2 separate regions of the Callithrix jacchus genome follow, and region 1 is linked to region 2. A link is a contact called in public Hi-C data. All regions are on one chromosome and are shown on one strand. Each heading gives the region's core, a stretch centred on a gene start, on an enhancer-like site or on the middle of the called end of the contact. The rest is flanking DNA. Distances are from core to core; before and after follow the strand shown. Region 1 overlaps ABCC1 (ATP binding cassette subfamily C member 1 (ABCC1 blood group)). Region 2 holds the start of CEP20 (centrosomal protein 20).

Region 1 (5,291 bases), core at 434-2,933, 210 kb after region 2:
TTATCTGTGTTCATACGCCAGCTGGAGAATTTCCCGGAAGACTTGAAAAGAACAAAACAGGGCAAATGCAATGTTGAAGGCAACTTAAATACCTGCCGATAGCAGGACCCTGGGTACACCATGGAGCGATGTGGCTTCGAGCAGGGGTCATTAGAAGACACTGTTATTACAGCACCAAGGATTTTATTTTTCAACAACAAAGGAAAGGATTTCAGCAAAGGGCCAAGTTGTGTGCGCACTGTCATCACTGAGACAAAATGCACGATGTGTGTGGGCAGGACTGGAGGGGAGGCAGATACGTGAAAACATCATCTTTTTAAGGGTTGAGATCATAGGATAATTAATTTTTAATCACTTTTGGCTAAATGTACATTTATCCTCTTATCAGGCAATCTCATTCCTAAGCGTATATGGGGGAAAAAAAAAAAGAAAAGGCAGCGCTTAGAATGTACTTAGCATCTAGATTCATGATCACCGCAAACTAGAAACAACTCAAATGTCCATTAACAGGACTGTGAGAAATAAATTGTGATATAATTATATAGTTTATGACTGAGTAGTAAAAAGGAATGAAATGCTCATATACAAAATCGTTTGGGTTTATCTCATAGATATTCAGTGCTGAAAAGAAGTCAGACACAAAAGAGCGTGTCCTGTGGGATTTCCTTTATATGAAGCTCAGCCGGGTATGGTGGCTCATGCTTGTAATTCCAGCACTTTGGGAGGGTGAGGCGGGAGGATCACTTGCAAGACAAGCCTGGGCAACATGGGAAAACCTGGTCTCTATAGAAAATACAAAAATTAGCTTCGTGTGGTAGCAGGTAGTCCCAGCTGCTTGGGAGGCTGAGGTGGAAGGGTCTCTTGAGTCTGGGTGGCGGAGGTTGCAGTGAGTTAAGGTTGTGTCACTGCACTTCAGCCTTGGTGACAGAGCAAGTTGTCTCAAAAAAAAAAAAAAAAATCAATAGAGTAGGTGGATCCCCTGAGGTCAGGAGTTTGAGACCAGCCTGGCCAACATGTTGAAACCCTGTCTCTACTGAAAATACAAAAATGAGCCGGGTGTGGTGGCAGGCACCTGCAATTTCAGCTACTTGGGAGACTGAGGCAGGAGAATTGGTTGAACCCAGGAGGCAGAGATTGCAGTGAGCTGAGATCATGTCACTGCACTCCAGCCTGGGTGATAGAATGAGACTCTGTCTCAAAGAAAAAAAAAAATCAGATCATTCTTGAACAAATATCTGTCTCAGGTTAGATTTTTCCAGTAAATAAGGTTCAGAGGCAGAGGCAAGTGGAGGAAATTGAACAGGTAACACACTTCAGGGCGACTTGCATCTGGACTTTTGAGAAAGACAGCTGGTGAGAGAGGAAGGAGGGTGGTCCCAGGTAAGATGGCGGCAGATCACCTGGGCTTTCAGCCATGCAGAGGGGTCTGGATTTCACGGCAGGGAGGATGGAAACAGCTGGAGGAGAAATAATATCTGATCTACATTCCAGAAATTGGCAGAACAGCTGTTTTGAGAGTGTCTGGGGTTGTGCGGTGCCTGGGTTCACTTACAGAGTTTCTGGGGCCCCAGAGGGCTCTCCATCTGTGGGTTCCGGTTCACTCCCGTGCTGCCACCCAGAAAGAAGCTGCCAACTACAGAGGCCTCGTAAAAGCCACCTGCTGCTATTGATGCTCTCTGTTGGACTCTGCCCCAAAGTGGCCCAGTACATCTGGCCCAGGGCAGGAGGCAGGGAGGCCAAGTTCCTAGCAGCCTTCCTTAGTTTTCCCCGCTCTGCTGTTGATAAGCAATTGTAGGTGTCTTTGGGAATCAGGAACCCCATACTCAGCAGTTTCTTTTGCATAGATGAGGAAACCTAGGCTAGGAGAGCACACGTGTCCTCAAACCACCAGCCCAGCATCTGTTCCACAGCTCCTCAAAACTTCGAGAGGGTGGTAGCTTTTGTTCTGAATCTAACGAGACTCATCAGGTGGCTCTTGGTGCCTGGCACTGGCGGAATGCCCAGGTTGGGGCAGGCAGAGCAGATGAGGCATCTGCCCAGCAGGTGGGTGGAGCTGCTGGTGAAATGTCATCGCAGCCCAGGAACTAGGACACTGAGCCCGGAGATGGTGCCCATGTTGGAGGATGGGAGGGGCTCCGACAGGAAGTGACATTTGTGCTCTCATCTGCTGGGTGATAAGGAATGGCCCAGAAGGGACAGAGACAGTGGTGGAGGCAGGCAGCCTGCCTGTAGGGAAGGAAGGGGAGAGGAGAGTTACAGAACCAGGTGAGTGGGGAAAGCATGGTTGGCACCTCTGAGAGCATTGGGAGGCCATCAAGGGAGACAGGTGATGAGATTTGCCATGTCCTCGTGGGCATCTCAGCTGAGCTGAGAGTGCTGGGCACCGGCCATTACCTGGCCAGTCACTCTTGAGGGCATGTGATCAGCAGGCAGAATTCTGTCCTTAATGATTACGGTAGTCACCATGGAATGGAGTGCTTCCTGTTAGGTCAAACTATGTGAAATTGCTAATACTCATTTCTTATCTACAGAAACAGCCGTATCTTATGGTTCACCCTAATATGACCGGGCATTGTGCTGAGTGACATCATGTATGTCTGTATGATTTATGGAATAATGTGTATTTACATGCAAATTTACATCAGAAGTATGACTGTCTAATTTTTGCATGTCACCGTTACAATCACCCTGTGAAGTAAGCCCTGATTTTGTTTTGTTTTGTTTTTTTAAATTAATTTTCCATTTTTGTAGAGATGGTGTTATGCCATGTGCCTGGGCTGGTCTCAAACTCCCGGCCCCAAGTGATCTCCCCGCTCGCCCTCCCGAAGTGTGGGTATTACAAGTGTGAGCCACCACACTGGCTGAGCAACCATCATCCTTCCCATTTTACAGATAAGGAAACTGAGGCTTAGAGAAACAGGGTGTTAGCCAATCAGTAGTTGAGTCAGGATTTGAACTGAGGTCTGGTTGACCTCAAAGCCTGTGCTAAAACCACGCTGCTGGTTCCAGAAAACACTAGAGGTTAAAGGCTTCAGAGAGGCTGTGCAGGGTAGAGGGTAGTGCTTTAAGCCCAGATAGTCTGGGTCTGAATCACAGCTCTGCGCCTTGCTAGCCACATGGTGAAACATGGTGACCTTGGGGAGGAGATTAAACTAGCTTCTTTGTGCCTTAGTTTACCCATCATATACAGGAATCAGCACCTCATAGGTTTTTTTGTGAGGATTGAATGAACTGATGGTTGTAAAAATGCTAAGAACAATGCCTGGGGCTGTGGGCTTTGCACAGGCATGAGCTCCTATTGTCACTGTCCTGATTGTTGTCGAGGCCTCACCAGGTGAGCAGACACCCCTGTGAGAGTAGCCTGGCTCTGACATGGTGCCTCCTGGAGGTGTCGGTTCTGTCTAGACTTTCTCCAGCTCAGCCCTGGGAGGATGGATGGAGGAACTTTCATCAATTCCCTGTGTCCGTTCTCTACCCTAGAGGTTCTACGTGGCCACCTCCCGGCAGCTGAAGCGCCTCGAGTCGGTCAGCCGCTCCCCCGTCTATTCCCATTTCAATGAGACCTTGCTGGGGGTCAGCGTTATTCGGGCCTTCGAGGAGCAGGAACGCTTCATCCGCCAGAGTGATCTGAAGGTGGACGAGAACCAGAAGGCCTATTACCCCAGCATCGTGGCCAACAGGTGGGCATGGTGGGACCCGCAGGAGGGGGCGAAGGAGGTACCTGAGCACCTTGTTCCTTTGCTTCCATCTCATCCTTGTACCTTGGGCTGGGTGTAAAGGCAAATCTGGGCCTTGGCAGAAAGGATGGAGAGGCTTGAAGATTGTCAGCGGCAGGCTCTGCTATTGAGTGTCTTCACACTGCTGTTTCTGTCTGGGGGTCATGCATCCCTGGATGAAGTGTGTCAGAAGCAATTCGCTAATATTAAGCTGAACCATATGAGATTGTCATCTTATGGGCCAGATGTCATGGCTCATGCCTGTAATCCCAGTACCTTGGGGTCCGAGGCAGGAGGATCCCTTGAGGCCAGGAATTCAAGGCCAGCCTGGGCAACATAGCAAGACTCCCATCTTTCTCTCTAAGAAAAAAAAAAAAGCCTCTGATGGTGGTGTGTGCCTGTAGTCCCAGCTTCTCGAGAGGCTGAGGCTGAGGCTGGAGGCTCATCTGAGCCCAGGAGTTTGAAGAGCTATGATTGTACCACTGCATTCCAGCCTGAGTGGTACAGTGAGACCCTGTCTCTGGGGGAAAAAAGGAGAGGGGGGAGGGCCGGGCGCGGTGGGGAGGCTGAGGCGGGTGGATCATGAGGTCAAGAGATCGAGACCATCCCGGTCAACATGGTGAAACCCCGTCTCTACTAAAAATACAAAAAATTAGCTGGGCGTGGTGGCGCGTGCCTGTAATCCCGGCTACTCGGGAGGCTGAGGCAGGAGAATTGCCTGAACCCAGGAGGCGGAGGTTGCAGTGAGCCGAGATCGCGACATTGCACTCCAGCCTGGGTAACGAGCGAAACTCCGTCTCAAAAAAAAAAAGGAGAGGAGGGTGAGGGATTGACCTCTTGTGGATCACAGATAATACCATCAGTCCAAAGGAGGCAGAAGTTTGCTAATTATTTGCTGAATTTAGAGAAGTGTCTGACTTACCCCTAAAATAGAATCCCTCTCACCCATTTGCATCCTGATAGACTCTTATGAAGCAGAAGCAGCACCCCAGAGGTGACCCATAACATCAGCCCATCTCACACACTCTACTCCCATAGTGTAAGTCTGGGCAGGCCAACACTGAATGACGAGAGACCTTGACTTTCCTCGCACAGTTTTTAGGTAGGGGTTTGTCACGGTCGAGCTGTGTCTGTCAGAGTAGGAGGATCAGTCACATGGTTCATAAGTGCTGCAATGAAGAAAAGATCAACACGCCATCTTCCTAGAAAGGTTTATATTTTAGAAAATTAAAATATTAATTCTAGTGCTATATGATATCATACGAAGCCTACCTTTTAAACAAATGAGATGGCCAGGGACACTGTCTCATGCCTGTAATCCCAGCACTTTGGGAGGCCAAGGCAGGTGGATCACCAGAGGTCAGGAGTTCGAGACCAGCCTGGCCAACATGGCGAGACCCTGTCACTACTAAAAATACAAAAAAATTAGTTGGTCCTGGTGATGAGTGCCTGTAGTTCCAGCTACTCAGGAGGCTGAGGCAGGAGAATCACTCGAACCCAGGAGGCAGAGGGTGCAGTGAGCCAAGACAGTGCCCTTGCACTCTTGGCTCACAAGAGCCTGGGCAACAAGAGCGA
Region 2 (5,250 bases), core at 1,069-3,568:
CTCATCAGCACCTCAGTGGTAGATTACCCACCCATGCCTCAGTTGCCTTCTCCAACATAATTAGCTCTACCTCTCAGAAACAGAACCAAATAAAGAGGAAAAATGGGTACAGTGGCTCATGCACTTCCCAGCACTTTGGGAAGGCAAAGTGGGCGGATCACAAGGTCAGGAGATGAAGACCATCCTGGACAACATGGTGAAGCCCCATCTCTACTAAAAATACAAAAGTTAGCTGGGTGTGGTGGCGGAGGCCTGTAATCCCAGCTACTTGGGAGACTGAGGCAGGAGAATCTCTTGAACTCGTCAGGTGGAGACTGTAGTGAGCCGAGATTGTGCCACTGCATTCCAGCCTGGTGACATGGCAAGACTCCATCTCAAAAAAAAAAAAAAAAAGGGTAAAAGCCCATAAAATGTAAGACAACTGGCTGGCAAACAAGTTTGCACCGGGTTTCTTCTGGAGGTCCATATCATTTTACCTTTCCCTCTATTATTTATGCTTAGATACCTGGGCCATCAAAACTTCTTCAGAAAGGTCTTAACCTTGCTTATATTTCAAGAGTATATATATTTTTTTAATTTAAATTTTTATTTACTGAGACAAGGTCTCATTTTGTTGCCCAGACTGGAGTGCAGCAGCATCAGTGTACCTCACTGTCACTTCTACCTCCAGGGCTCAAGCCATCTCCTGTCTCAGCCTCTGGAGTAGCTGGGACTACAGGCACAGGCCACTATGCCCAGCTCTTTTTTTGGGGGGTGGGGGTAAAGATGGGATCTCCCTATATTAGGTAGGCTGGTCCTAAACTCCTGGGCTCAAACAATCCTCCCGAAGTGTTAGGATTACAGCCATGAGCCACTGTGCTTGGCCCATTCCAAGTGTACCTTTAAAACCTCTGAAATGGTATGCAATATTACATGTGATGTGTATTTCCTTGGGAACACGGTCTACAGATTGTTCTTGTGGCCAGAGGCATGCCTGTTTCATGACTGTTCACCAGCCCTGCACCCCAAATACACACTTTTATACTTGCCTCCTCTCTAAAATCTCTAAGAATTGCTGGTTTAAACCCTGACTTCCCTGCAAACTGGAACTGTTTTTATTCACTGGACAGCAGTATGGCTCAGTGTTTAAGGCCGGACACACCAGTGCATCACAACTAGGTTCCCATGCTCTGTCTCTTTCCAGCAAAATCACTTTGGGCTATTTCACCTCTCAGCACCTCAGTTTCCCAATCTATGAAATGGGCATAGGGTTGTTACATGGAAACAATTAGGTAACACAAGGGCTGAGTAGTGCCTGACACATGAGGCTCAATTGTAACTATTATTACTATTTCTTGTCTGGACATCTGCTTCAAAGTAAAGTGTACATATGTCATTGGTGAATCGCACTTAAGTAGCTTAGAATATCTTTTCCTGAAAAGACAGGAGAATCGCCAGGCCAGCAAACTTTTTGCCTTTAGTTTCTCCCGATGAAAAAGGGGCCAGATGCTCACGCCTGTAATCCCAGCACTTTGAGGGGTCCAAGGCGGGAGGATCGCTTGGGACCAGGAGTTCAAGACCAGCCTGGGCAACACAGCAAGACCCCGTGTCTGCAAAAAACAGAAAAATTAGCTGGGCAAGGTGAGGAGCGCCTGTATTCCCACTTGCTCCGGAAGCTGAAATGACAGGATAGTTGGAATCATGGAGTTCGAGGCTGCAGTGAGCTGTGATCGCGCCACTGCACTCCAACCTGGGTGGCAGAAAGAGACTCTCTCTTCGGGAAAAAAAAAAAAGAAAGAAAAGAAAAGGCGGGGAAGGGAGGGCTACTTAACAGGTTGTTGTAAGTATCCAACAAAATCCTTACAATTTGCCCCAAGCAAATTGTTTAGGGCAGTGCCTAACCCAATAGGAGTTGTGGGAATTGTAGTCATTAACTCTGAGTGCCAAGCCTGGTCCAAGCCCTCCAGCCCCCGGCAGGTTACAAGAAGATGCGCCAGGGGCCCAACATGCAGCCCTGTAGGCTTCTTAGACGCCTGCAGATTATGCGACTCCTGCTTTGCCTCCAAACTGGCTTAAAACTCGCCAGCGGACAACCACTTCCCTCTGAGAACTCCCCGAGCAGGGACCAAAACAGCAGCCGGCCGCTCCCCAAAGGCCCTCACAACGAAGAATGACCACGGAAAAAGCCAACCCTTGTGTTCCGCGCGCTCCCCTCCCGTCCCATCCTTTCCACAAAATGAAGGCTCGACGCTACCCAGGCGGAGGCCTCCTTGCTGGCACTCACCAGCCTTCAACTCTGCGACAGTCGCCATTTTTCAACGGCCGCCAGGGGCGCGCCTCGGCCCTGCGCACGCGCAGCTCCGCCCCACTCGCTCCGCGGCGAGGTCTGTAGCCAATAGGCCCACAGCTATGGCCCCGCCTAGTTCCGCTTCTCTCAGTTTATGCTCTCCGCGGTTGGGTGGGTGGTAAACGTCAACCAGAGACTCCACCAATCAGCGAGCGCTCTCGGAGTGCCCTGTGAGTGAAAAAGGAGGGAAGTCCGGGAGTGAGGCAGTTGCGAGCCTTTAGCTGTGGGTGCTGCTGGTACCTTAGTACTTTAAGTGTAGCCAGATGAGCTTTGCTTTGTCTCTGCAGCCTCAAGTACTAACTGCTAATAGTTACCACCTATTAAACCTGCGGTTCTCAAACTCGAGCATGAATCCGCATCACCTGGAAAACTTGTTTAACCAGATTGCTTGCTGGGTCCCCCCACCCCCCTAGAATTTCTGATTCTGTAAATCTGGGGTGAGGCCCTAGAATTTGCATCTCTATAAAGTTCCCAGGTGGTACTGGTGCTGCGGGTCTGGGGATCACATCTGGAGAACCACAGTATTAAGCACTTACTATGACGCCTTGGCGCATTATTTCCTTGTGATCAGGTCCTTTTTACAGAGAAGGAAACTGAGTCCTCCATAGCTGAAGAGACTTAGCGAAGATCACGGGTCTGTTCTCTTCCACTTGCACTTACACAGTGCACGTAAGGAGTCCAGGAGCTTTTTGTGGAACTAACTGATGAAGGAAGAAGCTCTAACTTCCCATGGAAATAAAAAAAAAGGAACACGGGAATAATGTGCCCTAAACTGAGTGTGAGGTTGCATGATTCCAGTTGTATAGCCAGGAAGATCCAAACACTTGGCTAAATAAGAAGCATCAATTAGGAGTACACCTAAGAGCGGCCGGGCACGGTGGCTCACACCTGGAATCCCAGCACTTTGGGATGCCGAGGCGGCAGGCTGAGGTAAGGAGGTCGAGACCAGCCTGGCCAGCCTGGTGAAACCACATCTCTACTAAAAATAACAACAATAATAATAATAAATTAGCAGGGTGTGATAGCAGGTGCCTGTAATCCCAGCTACTCGGGAGGCTGAGGCACAAGAACAGCTTGAACCTGAGAGGCAGAGGTTGCAGTGAGCTGAGAACACCCCCCTGCACTCCAGCCTGTGTGACAGAGTGAGACTCTGTCTTACAAAAAAAAAGTACACCTAAGAGCAAGGAAACCTCTTTCCCAGGAACCTCCATCATACTTTTGGTTCCATGCCTATTGCTTTTAAAAATTGATATATTGACCGGGTGCAGTGGCTCATCCCTGTAATCCCAGCACTCTGGGAGGCCAAGGAGGGAGGATTGTTTGAGATCAGCTTGGGCGATGCAAGATCCCATCTCTCCAAAATAAATACAAAAAATTAGCTGGGCATGGAAGTGCATGCCTGTAGGCCCAGTTACTCAAGAGGCCAAAGAGGGAGGATTGCTTGAGCTCAGTAGACCAACCCGGGCAACATGAGACCCATTGCTCCAAAATAAATACAAAAAAAAATTAGCCAGGTAGGATGGTGCATGCCTGTGGTCCCAGCTACTCGGGAGGATCGCCTGAGCCTGGGAGGGCTAATTGTACTTGACTCTGGGTGACAGTGAGTCCCTGTGTCAAAAAAAAAGCAAAAAAAATTTATATATCACCAATGATACATATTTTGGGGAGAGATGTGATATTTTGACACACATATACAATGTGTAATTATCAAGTCAAGGCGATTGGGATAAACGTCACCCCAAACATTCTTTGTGTTGGGAACGTTGCGAGTATTCTAGTTATTTTGAAATATACAATCAATAATTGTCAACTATCTTTTTTAAAGGGAGGGAAAACAGCCTGGGCAGCATAGGGAGAACCTGTCTTTAAAAAGGTAGTGGCTACAATGAGCCATGACCATGCCATTGCATTCCAGCCTGATGGCAAGAGGAGATGCTTTTCTTTTCTTTCTTTTATTTTCTTCTCTTCTCTTTCTTCTTTCTTTCTTTCTTTTTTGAGACTTAAAAAAAAGGAGTGGAGGCAAGCGGAGCATCTGGACCTAGATTCTAGATTAACCGAATAGTAGGTTTTGAAACCTATTTATTAGTAGATGCCCATGAGTACATTGTCAGTGAAATGGAATGTAACAAATAGTAAACAAAGGAGTATGGTTTTCTGGAACTTTCATTTCAGGTACACATGTATATGCTGGTACCTGTCGCATTTCTTAAAGTGATCAGCCATTAAAAAAGCTTGAAAGTGATTGTAACCTAGAGGAATCTCTTCCTGTTCCAAACTAGATTAATTTTTGATGGTGGGCTGCATATCTGTTTTGTAACCTTGAAAATGTCCTATCTTAAACCCAAATGCCTGAAGAAAAAAAAAAAAAGAAAGAAAAGGTCTTATCTTGCCTCTCTGCTCTGTAAAACCATAGTGACTGAATTCCTGGCCAGCATTTTTGAGAGATTTACGGGGATTAACTAAATTCCGTAGGTGGAATTTTTAAGCCCCTCAGAAAAAAAGCACTCCTGTGGTGTTATGATATAGATATTGGTTTTTGTCTGCAGGATTCCTGGCATGTAACTCCCATTGTCCTCATTGTAATGTTGAGGCACTTTTGGCCTCAGGAAACAGAATCCCCCTCTGATCTTCTGCTGTCCACCTCTCACCTGCCCCAAGCAGGACTCTAATCTGATTGTGGCTCAAAAGACCCTCGTTCAAGAGAGGGTTCTGCCCGATACCCTCACAAAAGAAACGCTGCACAGAGAGGCCAAGAAAAGTCTGAGCAGACAGATTTTGCTGGGTTTAGATCATGCAATTTCTGTCCAATCGCATTTCTTGAGATTGAGATGGAGTCTCGCTGTGTTGCCCAGATGGAGTGCGGTGGTGTGATCTCGGCTCATTGCTACCTCTGCCTCCTGGGTTCAAGCAATTCTCCTGTTTCA

The links. Hi-C and Micro-C count contacts between places; a contact is called where the count stands out from the background.
Region 1: a contact with region 2 is called in a Hi-C map of skeletal muscle, with 4 times the contacts expected there. The contact joins the enhancer-like site here to the promoter of CEP20 in region 2. A contact is called at or near these places in 2 of 3 Hi-C or Micro-C datasets (both in skeletal muscle).

Annotation. Positions count from the first base shown.
Region 1 is chr12:14,030,133-14,035,423 of calJac240_pri, forward strand. ABCC1 (ATP binding cassette subfamily C member 1 (ABCC1 blood group)) reads left to right here. Exons shown (of 31, transcript XM_078344692.1): 24 at 3,481-3,680. Among named protein-coding and RNA genes, the nearest start is that of ABCC6, 110 kb to the right of the region's middle. Within about 2 kb of position 1,684, at least 2 of the 16 cell types and tissues checked have an H3K27ac peak or open chromatin away from gene starts, as enhancers often do. A contact at or near this core is called in skeletal muscle, where this site is marked.
Region 2 is chr12:13,815,092-13,820,341 of calJac240_pri, forward strand. CEP20 (centrosomal protein 20) reads right to left here and starts at 2,319. Exons shown (of 4, transcript XM_054242599.2): 1 at 2,264-2,319. The coding sequence starts at 2,291.